Linked DNA regions of Mus musculus: region 1 is linked to region 2. Evidence: chromatin contacts called from public Hi-C data. All regions are on one chromosome and are shown on one strand. Each heading gives the region's core, a stretch centred on a gene start, on an enhancer-like site or on the middle of the called end of the contact. The rest is flanking DNA. Distances are from core to core; before and after follow the strand shown.

Region 1 (3,853 bases), core at 97-2,596, 6.5 Mb after region 2:
CTAGAAAAATATTTTGACGTTTAATCAATATAAAAACACCGGTATAGTATTATTATTTTTCTTTTTAGTGCTAAATGCTCAAACTCCGGTGTGTATTTTGCAGTCACTGCGTACTTCATTTCCAAGAGCAGTTTTTAGAGTTCCACAGCTCTTACCGCTAACAGCTAGCTAAAACAAAGCAAAGCCCACAAGCACTGTACCAACACACGTCGGGTTCAATAAACAGGGTTTTAGAGGTGGCCGTGATTGCAGGTTTTTGGAGAGTGGGAACACCTCGGGTGGGAGGAGAGGCAGGGCGAGTTGCAAAGTCTGACGCACGTCCAGGATGGTTTCTCCCTTGGATCAGGTTAGCCCAAGGACTTAAGGACTCGCCGCGGCGGAGCCGGCGCATCGCCATAGTGCGGCCGGTCTGTGGACCACCCAGCCCGCGTCTGTGTGGGGCCCCGCGCCGGCGCCCTACCTGTCGAGCAGCGGCGTGTGGATGTGTAGGTGCTTCACTGCCACCCGCACGCGCCAGTCTGCGTGTCGTGCCGACGAGACCGTGCCAGAGGCGCCCCGGCTGAGGTAGTGCAGGTCGGCGAGCTTGTGGTACGGGATGGGGGGTAGCGCGCTGCAGATGGCGTCCCCGTTCATGGCTCCGGCTGCGCGGCGGCTCCGCCCGACCCTGGCCGCGGCGCTAGGTCCCGGGGCGGCCCATTCCCGCGTGGCCGCTGCAGTTCCGGCCCGGTCAGCTGTGCCAGGGAGCCCGTCGGGTCTGCGGCCGCGCCGGGGTGGACCGTCCTCCTCCCTCCTCCTGGACTCGGCGGGCTCCTCCCTCCGCCGGCCCTCCCTGGGCGGGCTCCTACCTTCACCAACTCCTCAGCCCCTGCCTCCTACCCCTGGCTTCTCCCTCCGCCGGCTCCTCCCTCCGCCGGCTCCTCCCTCCGCCGGCTCCTCCCTCCGCCGGCTCCTCCCTCCGCGGTCTCCTCCCTCTGCCGGCTCCTCCCTCTGCAATCTCCTCTCTCTGTGAGCTCCTCCCTCTGCCAGCTCCTCCCTCCGCCGGCTCCTCCCTCTGCCAGCTCCTCCCTCCGCCGGCTCCGCCCTCCGCCGGCTCCTCCTTCTGCCAGCTCCTCCCTCCGTCGGCTCCGCCCTCCCCCAGCTCCTCCCTCCGCCGGCTCCTCCTCCGCCCGCTCTTCTGTCCTCTGGCTCCTCCTTCCGCCGGCCCCTCCCTCTGTAATCTCCCATCTTTGCGGGCTCCTCCCTCTGCCGGCTCCTCCCTCTGCAAGCTCCCCTCTCTGCGGGCTCCTCCCTCTGCCGGCTCCTCCCTCTGCAGATCATGGGCGTGTCTCAGAGGCCTCCCTCCCCCCACAAGCCGGGTGGACATCGCTGAGGCTTGGAAAAGATTTCCTCCGGGGAAAATCCCTCCGGAGTTCTCCAGTCTGGTGTCAGGTGGGTCGGCTGGATTTTCCTTTGGCCCGAGTGTCTTCCTTAGACTCCAAACCCTGGACGTGATAGGGTGTGGGGTGACTACTGCTGGGGAGCCTGGTGCCCCACTTCCTGAGCTGTAAACCATCTGGTTGCTTCCACTCCAGTCTTTACTCAGTGGCTGCCACTTGTGAGAAGTGAGGTAGAGAGGCTAGCGCTGTCAGTGTGACAAATTGAGGTGTTTAGCTTATATGACTTGCTCCCTTACCAGGAAACGGTTTCTTCTTTTATTCCTCAAAGCCTACTCACAAATAGAAATATAAAACCATTTCTTGTGTTTGGGAAGTCTTCCATCCAAAAAGAAAAACAAAGGCAAAAACAAACAAAACCAAACAACCAAAATCCAGCACTATTTCATCTTTTTACTGTAAACACCTTTCTACTTAGATAACTGTTCAGTACGATGTTTGGCGCAAATATCTCATATTTGTGAGCGATATAGTTCCACGATCCTACACGCACCAGGATACTACAATCTGTAATTGTCCCTTATATTATTAGTGTAATATATATAACACCGACATTTCCTTCCCTATACTCTAGTTCTTAATAGTTTTTTACAAGTCTACATTCTAAGATTATGTTTTCTTGGGCTGGAGTCATGGGTAAGCCGTTAAGAGGGCTTGTTCTTCCAGAGGATCTGAGGTTTGTTATCAGTACTCGAATCTAGTAGCTCACAGCTGCCTGCTCTCCAGCTCCAGGGAATCTGACCAACACTTCTGGCTTCTGCAGGCAACACACATACACATAAACAAAATACAAAAATATAAAAATATGTACTTACAATATAATGTGTATATATCTCAACTAAGAATATATATACGTATACATGCTGTATGTATGTATGTATATATACACACATATAGGGATTTTGTAAGTATATACATTTAATTTTCATAATCAATTAATGATAGAAATCTTAAGACATTAACATTGAAGTAAATGTACTGGAGAAAAACTTAGACAAAATAGACAAATTAGCCTCAAAAATAAACATCACATCTATACTTTGAATTCATTTATTCAAAGTCCTACAAAATTATACCTGAATGTTATTAAGAATAAAGTTTATTTATGCCTTATTACATTAGTCTAGGAAATAGCAGCTTTAAGACATTCATATCTCATTTAGAAATAAGATACACACTTTTGCAAAAGAAGGCACTTTTTCAAAACCAGCACAGTTCCAAGTCAAGTGCAGTGGTATTGGTACCCGCTTATGTTACCATCCAGGGTCATGGACTGAGTTCAGTTTTTCCCAACAATTAAAGAATTAAAAGACAGAAAAAAAAAATCACAGCAACAGCAAGCAATCAAGTTCTGTTAATAGTAAAGTATGTGTGCAACACATGCACACATACACACACACACACACACACACATGCATGAATGCACACAGACACTCACAAGTGGATATACCGATCATAAGTGGGAAGGAGATAGAAACTGAAATCTGCTTTCCCCTGGAAGATTGGTAGTTGAGTGTTTTGGTGATATTGGGTGGGGTTTCTTCTCCCCTCTTTTTGCATTGATCAGTTTAAAAAGAGAGGTGTAGGTCCATAGTATCTCCCTGTGCAAGCTTTGACATATCCATGCTTTGCCTAGAACATGCCCAGGTAAGTCAGCCAGAAAGGTCACACTTTTGGGAAAGGCCAGAAGCTTGCTATCTTGTTGATTATCTACACACTGATTATTCCCTGTCTGCCTACTACCACTCCTCCAGACTAGCTCCCAGACTGCTGTAATCTCCAGGATTCCCTCCTCCTGGATACCCCTTGTTCTCTATATGATAGCAAGTCTCCCCACTTCTTCATGCGCACACTATTCTTGAAATTCTCTCTTGATGCTCTTCTGCTAATCTTGCTTTCCTCTGGGCCATGTCCAGTTAGCTTCCATTTCCCTTAGCTCTGGACTCTTCCAGATGCCCCAGAATGCCCCCCATACCCTTCTCTCTCATCCACAATAAAAACTTTGCTCCCAGATTTTTCTTGGTTTCTTTACTGTGCCCCCACTTACAAAGAACACAAGTATTCGTCACCCCCTTCTTCTTATAGAGAACATCTGACCACTTGTTTTAAGCCCTTGCTCCCTTGCTTTCTTTGCCATAATCAATTGTGCCTTCCAGCTCTGAGCCTAAAATATACTCTTCTTTCTGTAGGTTGCTTTTGCAGGATACTCTATCACAGCAACGGAAAAAATTTCTAAGGCCAAGCTAATTAAGATAAAGTCTAGGCCTTAATCAAAGATGACTGTTGATATAGGAAAAAATGAATCAGATGTGTCGGTATGTGCCCTAAATCCCATTACTTTGGAGATTGAGGCAGTAGGCTCCTGGGTTGGGGGTCAGCCTGTGGGCCTATGGTATCTAGTAGGACGCTCCAATAATAAA
Region 2 (3,701 bases), core at 496-2,995:
AGGCAATCGCTACAGAACACATTAAAATCTTGCTCATTAGCTTTCTCCTCAACATTCAGTAGGCTCTTCTCATTCACATACTTCAAATCTATGCTCCAACCACAAAGCAATGGCGCTGCCGATGTCAGATTAGCTGACTTAGGAGCCAGAGAGCCTGAATGTCATTTTTACCGGTATTGAGGTGAATTAATTACTACAGTGGCCTTGGACCTCAAACTGTGTACATAGAGTCCTTTCCATTAAGAATACAAACAGCTCTCAGAATGTTAATGTGTACAATGGATTTAACTGCCTAACTTTCCCCATTTACATTTATTCATTCATTTTCTAATCAAATATTTATTGCACAGCTATTAAGGAAACGAACTATTCTAGTTGATAATGGGGAATAGAAGAGAGTGAAACAAAGACAATACATGAAGACAGAATATACATGAAGACAGCAAGTGCTATGAAGAAAAACCATAGTTGGCTCATCTATCGTCCTGACATATACTAATAAAACCATAATCATCCAATCTATATATGACATATAATAATGAGCTGCCCATAGACCAAAGCATAGAATCTAAATCATTTCCAGTGATATTGAGAGCTCACATTCAATACACATGTGTGTTCCAGTTCCAATATTCTAAATATGAGTCAAAGGAAATATAAGAGAAACCGAGAACCGGTGAAATCTGACACGAAACAGATTTAAAACATCTGTTCTCCACTCTGCTGGCTAAGCACATGGAGAAGAAAGGTGAATAACCAGTAGGGTTTTTTGTTTGTGGGTTTTGGGTTTTTTGTTTGGTTGGGTTTTTTTTTTGGGGGGGGGGGGGTTATGATTTTATTTTATTTTATTGAGAAAAGAAAAAGGAGGCACAGAGAAAATCCCTATAGTACTTTATGATGTCCCTTTGTATTTTAAAAGGCAAACGCAATACATATTAAGAAAACTAAACAAAACTCCTTAAAATAATTTGCAAGAACGAAGCATCAAGTCTCATCCCGGCCCTTGAATACACTCCTCCAAGCCGCTCCTCAACGCTGCTGGCCAGGCTGAAACTTACTTTCTCTGACTTTGGCTCAGGGTCAAGCGCCCCGAAAACTGCAAAAAGATAAAGGGCCCTCTACACCCAGCTTCCATCAGGAAAGGCAAGAAAGGGCCGGCCAATGCTCGGGCAGGCTGGTGCTAGGGGTCCCCCTCCGGCCGACTCTGCTCCTCCGCCTCCCCGCCCGGTGAGCGCGGCCTCGCCCCGCGCACACAGGAGCCTCGCTAAGGATGGAGAGGAGCGGCGGACGTAGGATCAGACCAGACCTGCAGCGCCCACCCGGCTCCCGCCCGCAGCCAGGGCCTGGCCTGCGGGGACTCTGACCTCTCCGAGCCCCGGGGCTACTGCTGCTACCGCTGCTACCCGTGCTCGGGCTACCGCTGCCCGAGCCGCTGCCGCTGCCGCTGCTGCTGCTGTTGCCGCCGCCGCCCTTGGCGTTCTTGCGCGGGGCCATCGCGAGCTGCTCCGGGGACTGCAGAGAACCGGGGCCTTGCTGAGTGCACTAGGGACACCGGGGCTTCGAGACTCCTGTAGCAGCGCCTTAGCGTCCACTGCGCTCGCTGCGCCTCGGACGACTTGCACCAGCGTGCAGCCGCGCGGTTAGCCTCGCGTGCGCCCAGCCTGCGACTCCTTAGGCTGCCAAGAGCGCTCAGCTCCCCCCGGCCTCGGCCCCGCCCACGCCAGCCTCTGCCCACCCACCAGATCTGAAAGACGCCAACACGAGCCAATCCCGAGGACCGCTGGCAGGGGGCGGGGCAGGCTACGCGCGCCTGCCCTCCTCAGGCCAAAGCTTGTCTTTTGCTGCGCAGTGACTGCAAAGCCCCAGCGGCTTGTGGCTTTCTAGTCTGCCTGGATCCTCTGGAACGTGGCAAACGTGGAAGCCGGCAGGACTCTCGCGAGCGTTGGTGTTCTGGCTCCAACGGGATGGGGCGGGTATGAGGGCGGTGCCCGAGAGCTGCGCACCACCTCTTGGCTTCTTGGGAATTTGGTTCCGGTGCCTAAGTACGACCAAGGGTGCAAGCCCTCTCTTTGAAAAGGATTTGCCACAGTTCCGCCAGTACACTGTGATTGTTGAGCCTTCCAGTGTCAAAAATAAGGATTTGTGCCATCAGTAGTTTTGGAGAACCTTTAGTTAAGACATTAAAATGTTAACATGACTCAAAAACCCTATTTTCTTAACCATGCACAACACTCTCATCACACTAATACCTAGAATTTCTTCATGTCCCCAGCCATTGATCTCCTATGCTTATGCAGTGTACTGCGTCGGGATTGAGAACTGAATATTCAAAAGAAAAATGGCAACAGCTGGATGAACCAGCCAAGGTCCAGCAGAGACCATGATCATTTGTTACCAATTGCCCACATGGTGTCTGTGGGTAACAAAAAAACATGAAGTATGTGGTGATTTAATACATTGCTGTCAATGTCGAGATCTTCCAGGAGTTCTTGGAAGCAGCCCCTTGTAGAAGACCCAGAGTGAGCCACTGCTGTGGGACGACCCCTTCTGAGACTGCAGTTTCCTCAACCACCACTGACCATCATTAGGGTCCACTGGCCTCTGCCTTGTCAGCTGTGAATACTGGGTACCGCCCGGGGAAAAAAGTGGAACCCAAGAGCCTCACAGAACAGGGAAAAAGAGGGCATCGTTTTCACACAGCCATGAAGGTGGGTGCTGCCGTCCATTCTTACTGCATTTCTTTATCTCTGAGCCTCCTCGGCACCCAGGAGTCCTCTCTTTTGAACACAACTTCTTGCCCACAAAGGACATTCTTTCAGCAGGAAACAATGATGGGAATGGGGGGAGGCAGAGAGGCAAATCTGATCCATATCACTTAATGGAAGGTGCTGATATCTAAACTACAATAGATAAATAACTCTCCATCCCCAAGATAAAAAATTTTAATTACTCACAAAACACTATTATAGAGTTGATGCTTTAAAGGTTCAATCTTAACTAGCTTCCACAAATGTTTTAATCCCTTGTGCTGGCTGATTTTGTGTGTCAACGTGGCACAAGCTGGAGTCATCACAGAGAAAGGAGCTTCAGTTGGGGAAGTTCCTCCATGAGATCCAGCTGTAAGGCATTTTCTCAGTTAGTGATCAAGAGGGAAGGGCCCAGCCCATTGTGGGTGGTGGCATCTCTGGGCTGGTAGTCTTGGTTCTATAAGAGAGCAAGTTGAGCAAGCCAGGGGAAACAAGCCAGTAAGTAACATCCCTCCATGGCCTCTGCATCAGCTCCTGCTTTCTGACCTGCTTGAGTTCCAGTCCTGACTTCCTTTGGTGAGGAACCAGCAGTGTGAAAGTCTAAGCTGCATAAATCCTTCCTCCCCCCACCCCCAACTTGTTTCTTGGGCATGAGGTTTTGTGCAGAAATAGAAACCCTGACTAAGACAACCCTTATTCCCAGTTGGTGGTGCTGGTTTGGGGAGCTGAGGAATCCTCAGGAAGTATGACCTGGCTGCCCAAAGAGGCCACTAGGAGCAGACCTTTGAGGGTTATTTTATTAGTCCAGGCCCTGCTCTCCTGCTGCCATGGGTTCACATTGCCTCTGACAGTGGGGGCTAATGTTATGCCTTCCCTGGCCACGACAGATTAAAGTCTCTCTGGAACTCTGAGCCTTAGTAAACCTTTCCACTCTTAAGTGATTTCCTTTGAGTA

What was found. A called contact is a pair of places that touch in the nucleus more often than the background predicts.
Region 1: a contact with region 2 is called in a Hi-C map of rod photoreceptor, with 11 times the contacts expected there. The contact joins the promoter of A530072M11Rik here to the promoter of Asph in region 2. A contact is called at or near these places in 1 of 39 promoter capture datasets (liver) and 2 of 484 Hi-C or Micro-C datasets (muscle stem cells and rod photoreceptor).

The regions. Positions count from the first base shown.
Region 1 is chr4:16,162,764-16,166,616 of GRCm38.p6, forward strand. It overlaps A530072M11Rik (RIKEN cDNA gene A530072M11), which reads left to right and starts at 1,347. Exons shown (of 7, transcript NR_045765.2): 1 at 1,347-1,428. Ripk2 (receptor (TNFRSF)-interacting serine-threonine kinase 2) reads right to left here and starts at 880. Exons shown (of 11, transcript NM_138952.4): 1 at 461-880. The coding sequence starts at 633.
Region 2 is chr4:9,667,417-9,671,117 of GRCm38.p6, forward strand. Asph (aspartate-beta-hydroxylase) reads right to left here and starts at 1,746. Exons shown (of 24, transcript NM_023066.3): 1 at 1,365-1,746. The coding sequence starts at 1,494.